2 separate regions of the Canis lupus genome follow, and region 2 is linked to region 1. The links are chromatin contacts, called in public Hi-C maps. All regions are on one chromosome and are shown on one strand. Each heading gives the region's core, a stretch centred on a gene start, on an enhancer-like site or on the middle of the called end of the contact. The rest is flanking DNA. Distances are from core to core; before and after follow the strand shown. Region 1 holds the start of USPL1 (SUMO-specific isopeptidase USPL1). Region 2 holds the start of KATNAL1 (katanin p60 ATPase-containing subunit A-like 1).

The links. A called contact is a pair of places that touch in the nucleus more often than the background predicts.
Region 2: a Hi-C map of blood shows a contact between it and region 1, with 2.7 times the contacts expected there. The contact joins the promoter of KATNAL1 here to the promoter of USPL1 in region 1. A contact is called at or near these places in 2 of 9 Hi-C or Micro-C datasets (both in blood).

Annotation. Positions count from the first base shown.
Region 1 is chr25:9,484,396-9,490,067 of UU_Cfam_GSD_1.0, reverse strand. It overlaps USPL1 (SUMO-specific isopeptidase USPL1), which reads left to right and starts at 2,872. Exons shown (of 9, transcript XM_038573350.1): 1 at 2,872-3,165.
Region 2 is chr25:9,764,395-9,770,066 of UU_Cfam_GSD_1.0, reverse strand. It overlaps KATNAL1 (katanin p60 ATPase-containing subunit A-like 1), which reads right to left and starts at 2,731. Exons shown (of 12, transcript XM_038573356.1): 1 at 2,584-2,731. LOC102155683 (a long non-coding RNA gene) reads left to right here and starts at 2,842. Exons shown (of 3, transcript XR_005378406.1): 1 at 2,842-3,536; 2 at 4,413-4,765.

The DNA of each region.
Region 1 (5,672 bases), core at 1,623-4,122:
GCAAAAGAGGATTAGAAATCAGATATTCCAGTATCTACTCTGTGACTCTTGAGAATCGTACTGTTTTCTCAATATTTTGTCCATACAAAATGCAAACAAGTTTAGGCTACATAATGGGTTGTCATGTTTTGTCTAAAGTGTGAAATAACCTCAAATCCTCAGACTATGAATTTCTCATGTGACCTTGATGTGGCTACACTTACAAATAGGCTGTGCATATCTCCATGGCTGCGCATATTACAGTATGACATGTATACTTTTTTCTATCCTCTCTCAACTGAATTCAGTTTAGGGCAAGAACTAAAGTGTTTTAATTTTCTAAATATGCAAATACCAACACATGTGTACTGCCAAAAATACGAATATGGGTTCACATTCCTTAACCAAAACCCAGAGTCTGGATGTGTTTTAAAAATAATAATTCCTTGAAATATAAAAATGTTACAAGGTACACAAATCATTATGTAACTTACACCTCCCATACCAGTGGCCAAGGGTAGCACCCCATAAGCAAACATAAAAATATTTCTTCAGCAAAACATATGGGATAAAAACTATAAAAAACTTCTCATTTACTCAGGTCATATTTTATTACCAAATGAATTTTGTCTCCAAGTTTAAAAAGTTCTTGGTTTGTAAAGCCTCCTGAATGTTGGAATGAAATAAGAGATTAAATAGACTGTACTCATAAAGGTGCTGCTAAAAACCATGGTTAGTCACTTTAGCTCTCATCTTTTTGAGATCAGAATAACCAATCACAGCAGGCTGCTTTTATATCCCAGGTTTGGGCTGAAGACTTGGCTTGTGATTAAGGAATCCAACCTAGCAGATGGGACAAAACCTGACATTATGAGAAGTTTATAAAAAAAAAAAAAAAAAAAAGAAGGAAAGAAAACCTTAATTGTACATTATATTCCTATTGTAGCTGTTCATTAACTTAATAAAATCTCTTTAATTAGATTGTTAGTTTTTAATTGGAAACAGGTAAATAAAACTTCTGTCCCACACTGCTGACAAGGAGATTGCTTTAATTCTTTTTCTGGGACTAGTGTACATAGGAAGGGGCATTCAAATACACTAGTAAAGAAAAAACATAAATGTATTTATTTTTCTCAACCTGGGCCTGCTACTTTAAATGAAAGGAGCCTTTCTAGGCAAGGTCTTCTAACGGATTGTCCTATGATGCCATCATTCTTTTTACCTTATCAAGTCTTTCAGAACTTTTTAAATCTTTTACAAGAGGGGAAAAGCTCTGGCGTCAAAACTCAGCATATGCTAAAATCCTGTTTTCTTTCCACATCCCAAACCCCACATCCATTTTGTTTCTGTTACTATTACATACTTTTTCCTGGCAAGAAAAAAAAAAAATCAAATTTGCACTAAAAGACATAAATCAACTTTACAAACGTTTCATTATATTATATCAAATTTAATTATAAATTATATCAAAATTCAGTTTGGCGATGTTGATTTCTCAATATTAAAATTTAAGTTACAATTTTTAACCGAATGAATTATCTTTGTTCAACTGACAAACACTTCAGCAAGCATTTATTACAAAAAAAAAAAAAAAAAGTGTTTCCCATCCTAAAAATGGAAACAGCAACGGTGAACAGGAAAAACTCTGAGTTTGGCTATCACTTCAAGAAGGAAATACTACATTCTCGTATTTTCATAATTCATTTGAAAAAGAAAACTAGCTATATCTTACAACAAACATACCAGTATATTAATAATCAAGTACAACGATAGAAGGTAAACAAAACCTAACCAGCCTGCTTTTCAGTCTGGAGAAAAACAAACTCTCTATTGGATTTCTTGGCCACATGCAGTCGTTTAAGTACCGAAAACTAAAATCCTTTTTACTGAGGAATTCCTTAGTTACAGGACTTGTGTCCTCTATACCGTCCTATCAAAATTACCAGCATTATTCCAGAATATAGTTTAGTTTTGAGACCACTAGAAATACCCCCACAGTCCCAAATGCCAACGGTGGTCACTCTGTAAGAAGAAACGGTCAGAAACTACGTATCACTCTAGGACACAAAAGCAATCGCCCAAAAGGACTTCTCGAATACGCTGCTCCAAGATGCAGAACGCAGGTCAGAAATAGCCCACGCGGGCACCATGTCCCCTAAACCACATGACCTTCCTGCGAAAGCAGAGTCTCACACTTATCCACTAAATGAGAATTCTCCCTTCCTGAGAACAAGGCAGGGCAGTTGAGACGAGCGCAGCAGGGACAGGCGGGCTGCTGACCACTCGGGACGGGTCGTGGAGAGCAACGTCCCTGCGCTCTGGCTACTCCCCTTACCGTTAGAAGATCTGGGAGGGAGGAAAGGAGGAGAAACACCCCAGAATCCTGGCAGAAAAGCCCCTGGCCTCGAGGCTGGGGTTTGGGGAGACAGGGAGGGGCAGCTCCGTGTGTGGTGACCCTGTGTGAACACACGCTCTGTGGCTGCTCGGCTCGCACCGAGGCTTTAGGAGAGCGGAGTACGGGGGCCGCGCGCGACCCACGCCCGTCCGGCGAGGCCGCGGCGCGGCAGGCACGCGCCACCTCTGCAGGCCAGGGAGCCCGTCCCTCGCCCGCCCACCCACCCAGGTCACTCTCCGCCGCGGCCGCTTCCAACCCGGGCTCGCCCGGGCCAGGGCGCGACGCGGCGCGCGCCGGACTCTCTCCTCAGCGTAATCCCTCCGCTGCCGGACGCGCACTAGTTTTAATCACGCCCCACCCCCTGGCCGCTGGCGTCACCTCCGCCACTCGAGCGCTTTCCAGCAGCTTCCAGAACCGTCGCCTCCCCAAACCCAGCCACTCACAGATGCCGGGCTCGGCAGCCACCGGCCCCGCCCCTAGCCGTCGCCGCAGCGGAAACCTGCGACTGCGACAGCTAGGCGGACAGCCACGCCTCTGCAGAGGCCGCCCGGAAGCGCTCCCGCTCTCGTCTTCCCCGCCTCGCTGACGTCCTTTCGGGCCCCGCGCCCAGCAGGAAGGGGAACTCTTTTGCGGCGGACTCAGACCGGAAGCCGCTTTTGTAGCGGAGAGGCCGGTGGGGGAGGAGCGGGCCGAGGGGAACGTGGGTTGAACGTTGCGGAGGGTGTCGTGGACCCAGGCTGGAACGGGAGTGCGGACCGACCTGGTGCCAAGAAGGGGAGTGCGCGCGGCAGGTGAGGGAGGAGAGGAAGTAGTTTCCGCCGGGTCCCGAAGTCGGGAAGGCGGACGGAGCGGGGGAAGAAGGGCCGCCTGTGGGGCAGTCGGCGCGCCAAAAAGGTGGGCTAGGCGGGGGTGGGGGGGGGGGAAGGGGCTGGGACGCGGCTCGCGGGGAAGGGCTGCTAATGCAGTTACAGAGTTACTGGTTCGTTTTGGCTCCGAGAGGTAAATGCTGAAGAGAAACCAGAGTTGTGTTGTTTTTCGCTCTCCCAAAGAGCGCGGAGGTGGGGAGGGTCAACGAACCCTGCGCCTCCCCGGGTTTCTAAGGTTGGGTTTTGAAACCAACGTGCCTTGGCCCTGTGCGTCTAGGATTCCGGACGGCTGGGTTTCGGTGCCGGGCCGGGCGCCCAAAGCCGACCCTCGACCCCCTTCCTCGGCTTCGGGTCTGCTGTGGCTTTACCTTTTAGCCAATTCTTGTGCTGAGCCCGCCTGCTGGCGGGGAGACGGAGGGGTGTGTGCAAACTCAATGGGCTTAAGGCTCTTCTCGGAGCAGCTGGTTCTCTGGGTCTCCCCATTGTGCGCACGGGACTGGGAAACAAGCTTAATTGCATGGCTTTCGTCATTCCCAGGGCCAGCTTTACACATTTCATTGTGCTGTAACTGAGTTCATATGAGGCTAAGTAGTGCACTGTCGGCGTCCGGGAGTATCCGTGGCTTACGGGAGTAATGAAAAAAGGGCGTCTGGAGAAAGGTGCTGAGGGTAAAGTGGAGTAGAGCATGGTGAGATTGGAGAGCGAGGTTGGTCGCGAGTGCAATGAGCGTAGTAGGCAATATGCATAGTATGATCCTCAGGTTCATACTGAGCTGTTTGGAATTTTCCATAATCAGGTTGGAGTAAATAGATGACTTTAAGCCGAGCCATTGGATGTTGGAGTAAATAGATGAATTTAAGCCGAGCCGTTGGCAGACCTCGGACTTATTACAAGCGTCACTTTGGCAGTGATAGAGTGAGGATGGCTTGGAGAGGGGGGATTTGAGGCTTCCAAAGAACTGTCCACAGAATTTGGTGACTTACTGCATGAACAAGTGGGGAGTGAAAGTTTAGACAACCACTCAAATTTTCTATTTTCTAGTCTGTGTGTTTACGGAGAGGAAGATAGCAAAATCTAGGTGGGATACAAGAAAAAGGATCAGGTTACTTTGGTAGGGAGAACAATGAAGACCATCACTGAGGGCAAGTTAACCTGTAAGAACCACTCCAGGGTTTTTGTAAAAAGACAAACGAAATTGTTTTTGGAAGACCTGGACAGCTTACCTCTTGATATTTTCTTAAATGAATTTTCTTTTGTGGGGTTTTGCATATTCAGAATTTCAACTACCTGTCTGCTTTTCCCGTTGAAATGTTGGCTGCTGAGATCAGGATCAGAGCCGATCTGAAGGCTTACGTTTTACTTTTATAATTGAGAGATAAAACAGGCCAAAAAAGTTCTCTAGTTCCTTCAGGCAGATAGAGATTTTCATCAGAAACATTTTACTCAGAATACATAAAGTACTGATTTTTCTTTTGAGAATCCTGCAGAATTATAAGATAACAGCATGTTTGCTACATACAGTGAAATATAAAATTAGCACAGAATAAAGAGTTAAAATATACTGTCTGTTCAGGTACTAAGCATTTTACATATTTTGTTGTATTAAATTGTTAGTACGAAGCAGTTTTACAAATTTCTGAACCCAGATGTACAGTTATAAAGCCCATGCTTTGAGCCACTCTGGAACCATAAGCAGTTTGACTCTTTTCCTTTATAGTTCCCTTTTTAAAGTACATTAAAGATAGAGCCAACCAAAAATAATAAGTTGGTGTTGTCTGTGAGGAACTGAAGAAGTAGAAGTTAGTACCAAACTTATTTTTATGTTTTTGGCAGGAGTTCTCAGAGGGACAGCTTTGCTTCCCAGGGGTCATTTGGCAGCGTCTGGAGACTTTCTTGGTTGTCACAACTGAGGAGTGCCAATGGCACTTAACTATCTAGTAGGTAGAAGTCAGTGATGTTGCTAAACATCCTACGGTGTACAAGACAGCCCTCACAGCAAAGAATTATCTTGTCTAAAATGTCTACAGTGCTGTGGTTGAGAAATCCTGCCTTTAGCAATATTTCTTCAGGAATGGGAAATTGAGATTCACTTCCACTTTTCTTAGAAGCATTTTTATTTTTGAAATTATTCCTTGGCTTGAAATATGTGTAAAATTTATACTTCTGAAACAGAATAGAGTAACTGGTTTTTAAAGTGTATCCGAAAGCCACATTTTCCCAGGAGGTGGTTGTCAAAGAAATTCTTAGATTTGGGAAAGACTTGCTTGAAATTATTTTACAACATACCTACTAAGTGGCAATTCACTCTGCTTTAAAGTCTTTTGTGTCTGATTTCCCAGTATTTTAAATCAGTATCTAAACTACTCTTAATAATTAATTTTTCCTTATCCTGAGCTCCAGTCTTATAATTTTGACTTTACTGAATGTGATTC
Region 2 (5,672 bases), core at 1,482-3,981, 280 kb before region 1:
TAGGGTTCTGCAAACACAAACCACTAGAAATTATCCTTTGCCATTTGCCTAAAATGACTTTCCTCATCTTCTCTTCCATTGAAAGGTTACTCAACTTTCTTAACACAAGTCAAATGTCACACCATACTGGAAACTTCCCCTAATCTCCTTAGGGTCAGAATCTTTCTACCAATGGGTACAGAGAATGGCATCAGGGGCTGAGATCATGACTTAAATGAGTTATACCCCACCTGAGTTGAAATCCCAGGTTCAAACTTTATCACCTATGACTCTGGACAAGATCTCTTAGTTTGCTTCCTCATTTCTAAATAACAGTAGCTAGAAATTTTTATGAGAATTAAATAATGGGCTACGTGCAAAATACTGCACGGAGCCTCACTAAAATTAAGTATTCAATAACAGTTAAATGTTATATGACTATTTATTCCCACTCTGGGATCCTACAGTAACTTGCACCTACCTCTATCATACTATTGTGATGATGTAACTGTTTGCTCATACAGAACACAGATTATCTTCTATCATCTTTTTATTCCCACTACCAGGCATAATATACAATATAATAGGTTCTTTTGTAGATTTTATTTATTTATTCATGAGAGACACAGAAAGAGGCAGAGACACAGGCAGAGGGAGAGGCAGGCTCCATGCAGGGAGCCCGATGTGGGACTCGATCACTGGACTCCAGGATCACGCCCTGAGCCAAAGGCAGACGCTCAACCACTGAGGCACCCAGGTGTCCCCAATATAATAGGTTCTTAACAAATCTTGAATAAACAAATAAAATGCTTCCAACCCCTAATAAGGCCTCAATTTTTTTATAATGGTCTTACAAAATTTACTTTCCATATCCTTGTAAAAAATTGGTACTTTAAGTAAAATTTACAAGCCAGTCTTATTTTGAGAAAAAGGGAATTTTGTAGGGGCGCTGTGTTATTTTCTTGTTTAAAACACAGTCTGGGGAGCTGGGTGACTCAGTCAGTTAAGCATCTGCCTTTGGCTCAAGTCATGCTCCCAGGGTCCTGGGATCAGTCCTGCATCAGACTCCCTGCTGCTCAGTGGAAAGTTTGTTTCCTCCTCTGCCCTTGCCCCTTCCCACTTGTTCTCTCTCAAAACTAATTTTTTTTTTTTTAAGTTTAAAAATAAATAAATAAATAAAACACAGTTGGTCAAGTGTCTGCCTTTGGCTCAGGTCATGATCTCAGGGTCTTGGGAATCAAGAAGCTCTGCTAAGCTGGGAGCCTCCTTCTCCCTGTCCCTCAGCTGCTCCCTCTGCTTGTGCTAATAAATTCTTTTTTAAAAAAATGATGTAAAACACACAAAATAAGACCACTCTACTATCAATTTTTTCCACATACTCTATAAAATACCAAATTTCTAGGATCGTTATCTACCTGTTGAAAAAATTTTAAAAGATAATCAAGGCAGGTTTTTTAAATCTGGTGGGCTTCCTTACCACCAAGGCCTGAGCCAACTCTAAGGACTAAGGTGTATTGCAGAGTTTTTTGTTTTTTGTTTTTTTTTAAGTAGAACACGGCATTTTTCATTCTGAAAACATGCTACCGAGAAATTCTAAAGAACATTAAAATAATCAAAGAAAATAATTACTACTACTCACTGCTTTAAAAAAAAAAAAAAAAAAAGACCAGTCTGTGCTTTAAAAATCACTAGTAATTTAAAGCTAAATTAATCTTCAAATATGTGTAGGTAATGTTCAAGCTAGTATTAAGTAGGGGTGAGGGGGGCTCATTTTACAATATTGACCCTCAATAAATAAAACGCAAAAGGCAGAACGGTTTTTTTTTAAGGTATTACTATATAATAGCATGGTCTCTACTTCTACACTTGACCTTTAAATATTAATGCCCTCTGAGTAATTATTAATGGCTTTAATATGCAAACACCTCCGAGCTACTTCAGAATAAACATGATTAAATATCTAAAAATAAACGTATTAGGGAAAGGAGAAAGGCCTGTTAAAAAAAACCGTTTCTCGGTCTCCCATCAAATGTGTGCCATACATACGGTTCGGCACCGAGCGGCAGCAGCAACCTGGGAGGGTCAGAGGCGCCGCAGGCCCGAGGCCCTGCAGCTGGGGCGGCTGCTCATCACCGAGACTACCGGGGGCGGTGGCCCAGCCCAGTCGGGGTGGGGCTGAGCGCTGTTAACCGGGGCGGGCCAAACGGCAGGACGGGAAGCCCAAGTCTCACCTCCACTTCCCTTTCCCAGCGCAGAGCGCAGTTCGGCGACCACCCAAGAGCCCCAGCACCACAAAGACACAGATTTTCTCTGGCCCGGTAGGCTCAAAGTTTATCGGTCTTTCCCAGCAGCCAGGGCCGCCGGGCTTTGTAGTTCGCCGGTCCAGGCCACGCCGCCACGGCCGCAAGCCTGCGGGGCCGCTAAACTACGATCCCCATAATGCCCCGCGAGCCTCGAGCTCCCACTGTTCTCCACCTCCCCTGCCGGCGCCCCGACCGCCGCGCCGCCGCACCGCCTAGGCGGCGGGACACTGGGTGGGGCTGTCAGCCTGGATACCCCCCCACCTGCTCTCCTGCTTGCGCCCCTCTCCCTCGGATTCATTACCTAGGTGCCGCAGCTCGGCCGCCGGTTGGTGATGCGGCCCGGTTGGGGGAAGGGCACAGGCCTCTGCGGCCGCCGAGTCCGTTAGTTCCCGACGTGCGTGAAGAGGCGGCGGCGGCGGCGTACGGTTGCCATGGCAGCCGCGAGGCGAGCGGTGGGGGGAGCACAGAGGCTCACAGTCAACTCGGGGGAGGAGCCTGAGAACCCCGCCCGGGTGCGGGGGAAGGGCGGCGCAAGGGTGAGGCGGAGAGGGGCGGGCGGTGACCTGGAGGAGGACGCGCGGCTGATCGAGCTCGGGGACTGCCCGACGAGCCCTGCCGCGGCCGCGGCCAATCCCTCGGCCGGACGCTGGTCCGCTGCGGTCGGCGGAGCGCCTCGGTGCCGCTCTATTCTGAGACGGTAGCTGTGGCGCCGGAGGAGGCAGCGCCGGGCGTCTCGCCGCCGGGCTCCGTAAAGGTCGTCGGGCCCGGGCCGGCCCGTCCCCCTTTGGCCTTTCCACCAGCAAAATCCCATTTGCAGTGTTGCACACCCTCTGCCGCTTTCGGAGGAGCAGGGTGGAGAGGAGTCCCTTAGTAAGGTGTAGAGCGTACGGCCTTTCGGATTGTTGAGGTCTGAGAACGCCTAAGAGGCGCCGATTTGGGCTGAACGTTTGAGGCGTATGCTATTCCTGAGGTGATGGTTTGTGGACTCTGCAGCAGCCTTCTCAGAGGTGCGGGGCCGGGGCCGTAGAAACCGTAGAAACCGCAGAACCGCTTCTCGGTTCCCGCCCTGCCCCTACCCGGGGCAGCGGATCCCCGGGGGCAGTTCACTCCCGGATGCGGAACGCCTTACTCTGCAAAATGGAGACGATGTCTAGTGCCCAGTGCCTTGGAGAAATCAGGGCGTCGATACCGATGGACCACTGTGAAACAAAGACTGGCATTTAACAATGTTTAAATCTTATTTAACCCTTCGTGGTAAGAGTCAGAAGAGGGGTGGCCGGAGGGGAGGCTGGGGTGCGGCTGAAGACGGAATTCTCTAGTGATGGAGAAGCTCTGTCTCTTCCTTAGGCTTCGGGTTACAGAGGCATATGCCTTTGTCAAAACTCATGGAATAGTACCCGTAAAATCTGCACATTTCACTGTAGGTGAATGTACCTCAAAAAAAAAAAAAAAAACATAAAAATAATTCAAGATCAGTCTTAGCAACTTACAAATATACAATACAGTGTTGTTAACTTTGGTCACCAGGCTGTACCTTACATCCCCAGGACTGACTTATTTTACAATAGGAAATTTGTACCCTTCGACCACCCTCCTCACCCACTACTCCCAATCCCCACATCTGGCAACCACCAGTCTGTTCTCTGCATCTGTAACATCGTTATTAGAGCTGTAGACTCTAATAGAAACCACGGAGATGGTCTCTGTCCAATCTCCAGACTTTGCAGATGAGGAAAATGAGACCTAGTAATTTAAATAAACGGAGGAAGGGGGGCGGCAGAATTACCCTGTCATTTTCTACCAATAAATGTCTCTTGAGAAATTATGATTGAAAATAGCAAGCTGCTTACTGTGCATGTCATCCAGTTCTCAGTCGGGGTCACCTTGTCCACAGAAATTTTGTTAAAATTGACTCAAGTCCCTTTCCCACCTCGTGTGGAAAGGCCAATGTTCTCTCCAAGATGGTACAATCCCTGGGGGTTTTAGAATCTCAGGGTCACTTCTGGCTGAGTTCTTGCTCTCTCTGAACACATGGACTCTCTCACATCTCACCTTCTGCAGCGCTTTTCTCTCCTGCTGACACAGTTTGGAAATCAAGCCCTTTTCTTTGGTTGGTCATTTGTATAACAGGTTCCGCTGAAGGTTTGGAGCAGCTGAAGGGTTTTAAATGAAGGATGCAGATAACCTAAAGTTAGAATTCCCTGGTCTTGGAAGGACCTCGGTATCCTAATGGCATTGGTATCCACCAACCCATATCCTTTTTCAGCAGAAATGGCAACCCTGCACTAACCAACATCTCCCTGGCCCTCTCTCTCTTCTTTTCTCTCTTTATATAATACTTTTAGTTATCTCTGTTTCCTAACCTATACCTTCAGGACCACCTTCTACTCCTCAACTATTTATCAAAGTATTTTCCTACACAAAGAAAGCACTTGGCCCAAGAGGAACTGTAGTGCCAGCTATCAAAATCATGTTTCAACTCGGTATGTATCTGCATATTCTATTTGATTCAGCCCAGAGTATACTCAGTAAATATTAAGCTTATGCACATGACCTATCTAGGCTACCTGCATAGGGGGTTCAGTTATGAAAACTTTTCAATGCAGGGACACCTGGATGGCTCAGCAGTTGAGCGTCTGCCTTGGGCTCAGGGCATAATCCCAGAGTTCTGGGATTGAGTCCCAAATTGGGCTCCCTGCCAAGAGCTTGCTTCTCTCTCTGCCTATGTCTCTGCCTTCTTTCTGTGTCTCTCATGAATAAATAAAATCTTTAAAAAAAAAAAAACTATTCAGTGTAAATGAGGAAGCAGTTGATAGTAGCTGGAACCTGATGTCGAAGAGAAAGAAAAGAACCTAAAATCTCCATCATCGGGATCCCTGGGTGGCGCAGCGGTTTGGCGCCTGCCTTTGGCCCAGGGCGCGATCCTGGAGACCCGGGATCGAATCCCACGTCGGGCTCCCGGTGCATGGAGCCTGCTTCTCCCTCTGCCTGTGTCTCTGCCTCTCTCTTTCTCTCTGTGACTATCATAAATAAATAAAAATAAAAAAATCTCCGTCATCATAGCTTATATTGTACAGAAGTAATGACAGCATTCAAGCAATAAAATCCAGAACAAAACCTGAGTTAATGCTTAGTAGCAATAATGACATCCTTATAGAAGCAACACCTGGGCTTGTCACCTCTAGCAATTTGATCACAACTCTGCATATATAATGAACATATAAATAGAGTCTCCTTTACTCCTGGAGAAGATGATACTGATCTGCTATCAGCTGAACACATGTTTTTGTAGTAGAGATGATAGGTTCACCTGATCCATCTAGCCCTCATCTGATTTCCCTTGTGACCAGTCACTTGCATTTACAAGGCAGCTGGCCAGGGTTGTAGTGC